3 separate regions of the Rattus norvegicus genome follow, and regions 2 and 3 are each linked to region 1. The links are chromatin contacts, called in public Hi-C maps. All regions are on one chromosome and are shown on one strand. The core of a region is the stretch at or near the end of the contact, and the rest is flanking DNA. Distances in the headings are between cores, read along the strand shown.

Region 1 (2,769 bases), core at 89-2,588:
GCAGAATCCAGTTTTACTTGTCTCAAACGATGGATTTCCTTCACTTGGAGAAAACCACTCCACAGCTTAATAGTTGCTCAAGTGAACCTTTCAGTCCTGGCCCCAGAAGCACTATTGCCCAACGGAAGGACAAATACCCAAACCCGGGATGGTGGAGGAGGAAAGAGGGACTGAAAAAATGAGAAGAGAGGTAGGTGGGGAGCAAACCACCCAATCATGTAATGCCATTCTTTTCAAATCAAACACCTTCAGAAATCCACATTCCCACCCCTTTACCCTCAACTCAGGGTGCCCTTCAGTGGATGTGATTTGAAAAGAAACAACACAAAGGTAAACCCAGCTCCACCCTTCAGTTTTAGAAAACAGTGAAACCAGCTCTAAGCACGCTACCCCTAAGAGCAAGGTCCGCACGGGGTCGACCGGCTTCCAACAGACAGCAACTTCACCCACTACCGCGGTTGGTCAAATGGTCGCATAACCGCGGGGAAGGGCTCGCCGGACGCCAAAAGTCAAGCCGGCCAGAGACAGTTCAGGCTAACTCACGGGGTCCAAAAGAAGCTTCTACCCACGGCCTCGGCGTGCGGCGTTTCGGAGGAACAAAAGCGCACTCCCGGGCTCCCTCCCGCACAGCCAGCGGAGGGACAGCGGCACCCGCCCCACGGCGCGGGCGGGAGGCCCGGGCAGCTTCCACCGCGCTGAGTCGCCAGCAGCAGCCCGGGCTCGAGGGGTTGCGGGAGCAGAGTCGATCCCTCCGGCGACGGCGCGGCGCCAGCTCTGGCCGGAGCCTTAGGGCCGGTTTCACCGTCCCCTCCCCCCGGACGCCGGGGAACGTGGGGGCAGGGAGGCCCCCGAGTCCCCGGGCTCCGCAAAACCCCCTTTTCGGTCCTGGCCATCAAGTCAACATCAGGCGAAATCAAGCGGGCGAGGGAGGGGAGGGTCGACGGGTGGGGGGAGGAACCGACCTGTCGATGAGGATCTTGTGGTCCCCCATCCAGGGGATGAGGTGCTGTCCCTGTTCTTGGGCCAAAGCCCGCTCGTCGTCGCGGAACAACTTGCAGGCATAGCCGAAAACCAGAAGCTCCACCCGGTTGCCCCCAGTGCCGGTGCCACCGGGCCCGGCCTCCTCCTTCACTCCGCCTTTCCTCTCCGCCTTGGCGCGGCCCCCGCCGGCACCGTACATGACAGCGTCCACGACGTCCGGGCCGGTCTGCTGCTGTGCCGAACAACGTCCCTGATGCCTCGCCTGGCCTACCCTCTCAGTCAAAGGCGCCGCATCCTCTTCGTAACTTCAACACAGCCGCCATAGCGAGCCACAAAATGGAGGAAACGCAACTTCCGGTAGGAAGCCCGCACTTTCCGGAAGTAGTAGTGGTAGATTCGCCACGATCACAAGCCGTTTGAATAGCTAAAAAATACGTAGACCTTAGTTTTCGTTGTACAATTTTATCTTGAGATAGTAATTTGTGTTTATGAGAAAATTTTACTTATGCTTTTTTTGGAGACCTCCTACGATGTGGCGAAAGCGCGGTTTGTGGCCGCGCGCCAACTTCCGCTGTAGCTGGAAGGCGGCTGCGAGGTGTGTAGGCAAAGTGGGATCTCGTTGAGAGCGCGTCTCAGCTTTCTTAGTGAGACCAACGGGCTTTTGCTCATTTCTGACATCCCGTTTTTTAGATCACTAGGAAGCCTAGCCCTAGTCATCTGACTGAGGAAGCTTCCAAGACTTGTGAGCCCTAAATATTCGAGGTGGCGGGCTTTCAATGGCTAGGAGCTTCAGTGGCGGAGGAAAACTCCAGCTAGGAAACAGCGAGACGGGATGTTTCCTTCTGGGAAGCAGATCCTTTTTTTCTATTTTAAAATACAGGATGTCAATTGTGACCCAAATTGGCCTGGAACTCTGGCAGTCCTAGCTCAGTTAAGATGCTAGTATTATCGACATGAACTCTGCTGGGCTGCAGTTTTTCTGGTGTCTGACCCAGATGATTGGTTCAGAGTCGGACCGGAGAGAACACCAATGGTCCTTAAGAAAAAAACTCTGTATTTCTTTCAGCTCTGAACATAGACCCAGGGCCTCACTATCACTGGTTTATATCTGCAGCCCTTTTCGTTTTAGTTTAACTTATTTATTTTGTGTGTATGTGTGTAGGCGACTCGAGTTAGATCGAATTCGACATGATGGAAGGAGAGAAGGACTTCGAGCACGTAGCCCCTCCCCCCAATAAATAACTATGTTTTTAAAAAGTGGATGGCGATTTAGGGAAACAATTGACCTCTGGCCTCCATGTGCATTTGTGTACACACTGCGCACATGCATATGAACATGTACACGGACTAGAAGGTATACTAAGTAAAACAGTTATGATGTGGAGAAGGTTACTTTGCAGAGACGTCTTAAACCTAAAGCCAAAACTCATTTAATGATTTTTAAGTAAAGTAACTCAGGGCGCACACGCATGCACACTCACACTCACACACACACACACACACACACACACACACACACACACACACACACACCAGCAGACAGTGTCTCTTTGTAGCCTTGACTGTTCTAAAATTTGCTCTGTAGACCAAGCTGGCCTCCAACTCAGAGATCATCCTGCCTCTCCCTCACAACTGCTAGGATTAAAGGCATTGCTTGACCATCACCCCGACTCCATCAGCAATTTTTAAAGTTAATCTAACATAAAAAATCTAGACATTAATATGATACATACTGAGGAATGATAAGAAAATACTTGTTTGCCATAACTACTATGTTTCTATAAGAGC
Region 2 (2,769 bases), core at 140-2,639, 240 kb before region 1:
ACAGTAGTTCCAGAGGACCAGATACTTTCTTCCGATCCTTGTAGGCCCCCAGGCATGCATATGGTACACATACATATATGCAGGTAAAAACACTCATACAAACAAATCTTAAGAAAAGTTCCGGGGCTGTTGAGATGGCTTAAGGGGTAAAGAAACTGGCTTCTAAGTTTGATGAACTACAATTTCCCAGACCCACTTGGTGGGAGAAAAATCAATTACAAACACACGTGTGCATGCACGCAGAGATATAAAAAAAAAACCCAAAAAACAAAAAACAAAGGCAACATTTCAGTTAGCCAAGGCTGGCCTCGGTAGTGCACACCTGAAACTACAGTACTTCCGAGTCTGAAGCAGAAGGTTTGCAGAAAGTTCGAGGCCAGCCTGGATATATGTAGCAAGACCTTGTCTCAAATAAATAAATAAATAAATAAATAAATAAATAAATAAATAAATAAATAAACAAACAAATAAATAAACAAATAAACAAATAAATAAATAGGGGCTGGAGAGATGGCTCAGGGGTTAAGAACACTTGCTGCTCTAGCAGAGGATTCCATTCCCAACCCCGACATGGCGGCTCCCAACAGGCTGTAACTCCGGTAGTGGGGATCCAAAACCTTCTGGCTGCCCCAGGCACATATGTAATAGACGTCCAGGTAGGCAAACACTTATATACATAAAAAAATATATATAAATCCTGAAAACAGTTTAGAGATGAAAAACAATACAAAGGAAGGCAAGAAGGGAAAACAAATCTGGAAATTCGGATGGCCTTTCGTTACTTAATAAACGTGGGGATGTCAAGGTGACAGGTGGACACAACCGAACAGACTCCACCGAGGTTAGGAGAAGAAAAAGTTTCAACTGCGAACTCCGCCACCGTCGGTTACTTTTTTTTTTTTTTTAATCCACTCCGCTTTCAAATTTAAGGGCTGTCCCGAGTGGGGACCTCGGGGTGCAGCTTCCCTGGGGGGAACCCGCCATTCTTTCGCGACCTGGGGCGAGGCATCGCTACTGCGGGGGGCGCAGCGCGCGGAGGCTGCGGGCGGACATGGCCCGCGATCCCGGGCGTCCCCGGCAAGGGCGGCGCCGGCAGGACCGTGACCTTGAGCCCCAAGGGGCCCGGGGAAGGCGCTGCAGCCACGCCAACCCTCCGTCGCCTGGGACTCGGAGGCCGGCCCCCGGCGTCCCCTCCCCGCCCCGGGGACCCCGCGCCCTTCGCCCCACGGCGGCCCCTCCCCGGCCGGGCCCCGGAAAGGGCGGCGCTGCTCACCGGAGCCCGGGCAGGAAGCTGCCGGGGGCGGCTGGCCGCAGCAGGCCTCCTCGCGCGAGCAGCACCCGCGCCGCCATCTTGCTCCGGAGCCTGAAGCTCCTACCGCCTCGGTGTCGCTGACGCCGCCGCTGCCGCGACCCCTCCCCCGGCCGGGCCGACCAGGCTGGGGCGGGGCGGGGCAGGGCGCTAGGCCGCTGTAGTGCAGGGGCGCGGCCGCTAGGGGGAGCAGCGTGCAGCCTCGGGGCTGCCGCCAGGGGGCGCGCCAAGTAGTTGTTGAAGATAAGCTTAGATCTGCGAGGGGAGCTCAGTGTCCCAAGATGGGTGTGAGAAAGGAACCTGGTTGGCGCTGGATTGTCCACGGGGAGATCCACGAGAAAGGAATAGAACTGTGCATGGGAGAATCCAGAGCCTGATTTTATGGTTGAAGGTCCCCACAAAATGACGAACGTGTTAAAGTGTAGCAGCACCAGGAAAGCCGAGAACCTCTGGTCTAGGGGAAAATGTACTCTGTGAGGATAATAAAAGAACTACGGATACAAGCATGAAACTTCAGCAAGACAAGAGTAGGCAGAAACAGAGCTAGATCCCGAGGAAGCAGAGAAATGGGGAGCAAGTAGCAAAGGTCAAGAGACAGATTGGTGGCTGCCTGTGAGTTTCTGGTAAGAAGTGGGATGGGAGGTGATTCTCTACCACCTGTAATCTTGAAGTTCAAGAGGTATGGTTTTCTTTATCTTTTTAAAATTTCTCTTCCTAGTCTATGCGCATCACTAGTGTTTTGCCTGCACCTATGTCTGTGTGAGGGTGTGGGACCCCTGGAACTGGAGTTGCAGACAGTTGTGAACTGCCGTGAACTTCCCAAGTTAGCTGAGACAGGGTCTTTATGTGGAGCCCAATCCAGCCTCACAGCGATGGTTAACCACTCCTGAGGGGGAATGGAACCTGGGAGAATGGAGCCTAAAAGTGAGGTGGACTAAAGTCTCAAGCAATAGCCTTTATTCAGAGCATCGGACAAGTTATACTCCGAGGGTTTAGAAGAATCTCAAGAGTTAAGTGTACAAACACAAGGGCAAAGTGTACAAACACTCTTGGGTCCTGTTCTTGGGTCCTCTAGTTTTACCCTCCTGGATCTTGAGGTTACTTGCATGAGCCGTCATACTCAGTTCGTTTATTAACAGGATCATTATTCATCCAGGATAGCCTCAAACTCTCAGTTCTCCTGCCCCCACCACTTCAGTGCTGGGGTCATAGGTATACATTACTGCACTTGACTCAACTTTGTATGTTAAGAGTTTCAACTCTCTTGCATTTACGCATTTCTTTGATGACTCTGCTTTTGTGCTATTTAGCATTAGACCTCCCTTTTTTCTGCATCCCCACCTCACCCCCATTGCCATTTTGCTCTGGATTTTCATCAGTTCTTTAGTCCTGTGCTCTCCTCCTTTCCCAATGTACTTAGGGCCTGGTATATGCTAGGCATGTGCTCTACCAATGAGCTG
Region 3 (2,769 bases), core at 131-2,630, 150 kb before region 1:
TGGTAAGGGATGGCCCAGCCTATTGTGGCTGGTGGTCCCGGATTATATGAAAAAAGTAAGCTGATCAAGCCAGCAAACAGTACTCCACCATGGCCTCTGCATCAGTTCCTGCCTTCAGGCTCCTGTCCTTTTTCAGTTCCTGTCCTGACTTCCTTCAGTGATGAACAGTGCTGTGGAAGTATAAGGAAAAGAAACACTTTCCTCCCCCAGGTGCTTTGGTCATGGTGTTTCGCAGCAATAGTGACCATAGTTACACCATAGCTAAACTGGAAACATTCAAAGATTAACCGAAAACCAAGAAAGAAACCAGCAAAATCAACACATATCTAGGCAACCTATGATCTCAGTTACAGAAATATGAAATCAGTAATAGAAATTAAAAAAATGAAGCTGGGGGGGGGGTTGGAGAGATGGCTCAGCAGCTAAGAGCACTGACTGCTTTTCCAGAGGTCCTGAGTTCAATTCCCAGAACCCACATGGTGGCTCACAACCATCTGTAATGGGATTCAATATCCTCTTCTGGTGTGTCTGAAGACAGCTACAGGGTACTCATATAAATAAAAATAAATCTTAAAAAAAATGAAGCCAGTGGCGGTGGTATATGCCTTTAATCCCAGCACTCAGGGGCAGAGGCAGGCAGATTTCTTAGTTTGAAGCCTGCATGGTCTACAGAGTTCCAGGACAGCCAAGGATACATAGAGAAACCCTGTCTCAACAAACAAACAAACAACATAAAAAACAAAGTTACATGTATAAAGTCAGAGAAAAAGAATATCAATACAGGATTCTGTGTCTATCAGAGTATTCTTTCCAGAACAAAGTGGGAGTCATGTTGCCATGCTATGATATTTAATTCATATCTAATAGAGATTTGAAGCTACTATATGGACATGCAAAAGATACAGGAGTAGATCGGTCAAAATACATTGTACGAAATTGAATTGCTAAAAATTCAATTGCATTGAAGAGAATTGCTAAAAATAATCTATACAGCAAAACCTATCATTTTTGTCCCTACTCAGCTTGGAAATGATTGCACTGTCAAGCAAGGCTGTGGAAAGCCCAGAAGTGGTCTCCATTCAGGACCTCTAGCTTGAGAACTGCCATGGAGACAGGCTCCAACCTAGGCGAGCCTTGTGTGGGTTGCCACCGACATTGGAGTCCGTTTCCTATTTGCATCTCCGGTCCAGCTTTTGCCGGTCAGCCTGTGCCCTCACAACTTGGACTCACGGGGAGGATTCCTAGACAAGTCGGAACCCAAACACTCCGGAACGGCTCACCGTGTAACCCGGAGATCCGGGAAACCCAGATACCCCGGAATGGAACCCTGCGGAAACCGGAGACGGGAGAACCCGGACACCCCGGAATGGAACACCGCGGAAACGATCCGTTCCGGAATCCGGACATGGTGAGTCGGGGCCCGGCCTCAGAGCCAGGAGGTTTTGCTGTAGCTGCAGCCGTGCAGGGTTGGAGGCGAGTCCCGGGTCGACTCCTTCTGGGGCGGCTCTTTCGGCTCGCGGCGAGGGCACAAGTCTGGCAGCCCGATGGCGGGATACTGGGGACACCCCGACTCCCCGTGTGCAAGTTCTGCCCGAGAAAAGCTTTGGGCTGGGGTCCGCGCCCCCTTCTCCTGAGCTTCCTACATCACTGGCAGCGTCCATTCAGGACAGTGACTTCCTAAGACTTTTCCATGCCAGTTTCCTGTCTTCACATTAAGCTGTCCCCGTGTAGATTTCAAACAGACTCTGTGCTTTTTATATTTCTCCCCCCGGTGCACACCAGGTGGCAATTTGAAAGAACTTGTTTTGTGTTCGTGGACTTTGCGCCGGTGCAGAAAGCACGGGACTCCTGGTAAAACTTTTCACGTCACACTTCTCCCTAGGCACAGACATTTTAGCACGAAATCTTTGGGTTGAGCTTTCCCCTGGCTGATTTCAGAGGTGATGGGTCTTTTATTATTATTTTTTTTTTTCGGTACCGGATTTCAGTACTTCGGATCTCAAGTGCAGATAATAAATGCTACCGGTGCCAGGTTTCAGGATAGGAGTTGTTAAGGTCCCTGGAATTCTGCCCTAGGGCGGATCTGTGAGCCCGCAGCTTTTAAGGCTGGATACCAAGTGGATAGGGGGAACGTTTGGTATATTTTATCTGAAGACATTGCGTTTGTTTACATATCTTGGCTACTATAATATTATAACTGTGTCCTTGTCCTGGTGTACTTACTCTGTACTATGACTTTTGGGTCATATAGTAAGTCAACTTTAACTTCTTTATGTAGAGCTTTCACATTATTTAAAAATTCATATAGTCAATTTGCCATCTTACCAATAGTTCCCAAGGGCTGCCCCTCCCCATGTTTATGTTCCCTAGAACCTCCCCGCCCCGCCCCCCTTTTCCTTCTAATGACGTCTCTCCAGGTAGCCCATGCTGGCCCGGAGGCTTTTTTTTTTTTCTGCCTGTCTGTCTGTCTGTCTGTCCTTTTCTTTTCTTTTCTTTTCTTTTCTTTTCTTTTCTTTTCTTTTCTCTCTTTTATGCTTCCTGAGAGCTGGTTTAACTTTTTGATAAGAGCTCCCAGTCTGGGGTTAAATTACTGTTGCAAAGAAATTAGAGCTCATGCTTTTTTGTAGCTCCTGGAAGTATATACCAGAAACACTTTCTGGGACTGTACAGGGACCTGTCACTTTTAGCTTTTCTACCTCAAACTACCCTGTGGATGTGCTTACACACGTATGTATAGCTACTCACTGCCTGAGGTCTAGGGAGACCTTC

The links. A called contact is a pair of places that touch in the nucleus more often than the background predicts.
Region 2: a contact with region 1 is called in a Hi-C map of hepatocytes, with 1.8 times the contacts expected there. The contact joins the promoter of Nipsnap2 here to the promoter of Sfswap in region 1. A contact is called at or near these places in 3 of 12 Hi-C or Micro-C datasets (Schwann cells, frontal cortex and hepatocytes).
Region 3: a contact with region 1 is called in a Hi-C map of hepatocytes, with 1.5 times the contacts expected there. The contact joins the promoter of Zfp11 here to the promoter of Sfswap in region 1. A contact is called at or near these places in 2 of 12 Hi-C or Micro-C datasets (hepatocytes and liver).

The regions. Positions count from the first base shown.
Region 1 is chr12:32,814,694-32,817,462 of GRCr8, forward strand. Sfswap (splicing factor SWAP) reads right to left here and starts at 1,339. Exons shown (of 19, transcript NM_001400984.1): 1 at 963-1,339. The coding sequence starts at 1,180. LOC134481178 (a long non-coding RNA gene) reads left to right here and starts at 1,205. Exons shown (of 2, transcript XR_010056506.1): 1 at 1,205-1,338.
Region 2 is chr12:32,578,914-32,581,682 of GRCr8, forward strand. It overlaps Nipsnap2 (nipsnap homolog 2), which reads right to left and starts at 1,390. Exons shown (of 10, transcript NM_001394370.1): 1 at 1,274-1,390. The coding sequence starts at 1,350.
Region 3 is chr12:32,663,043-32,665,811 of GRCr8, forward strand. Zfp11 (zinc finger protein 11) reads left to right here and starts at 1,381. Exons shown (of 3, transcript NM_001408756.1): 1 at 1,381-1,408.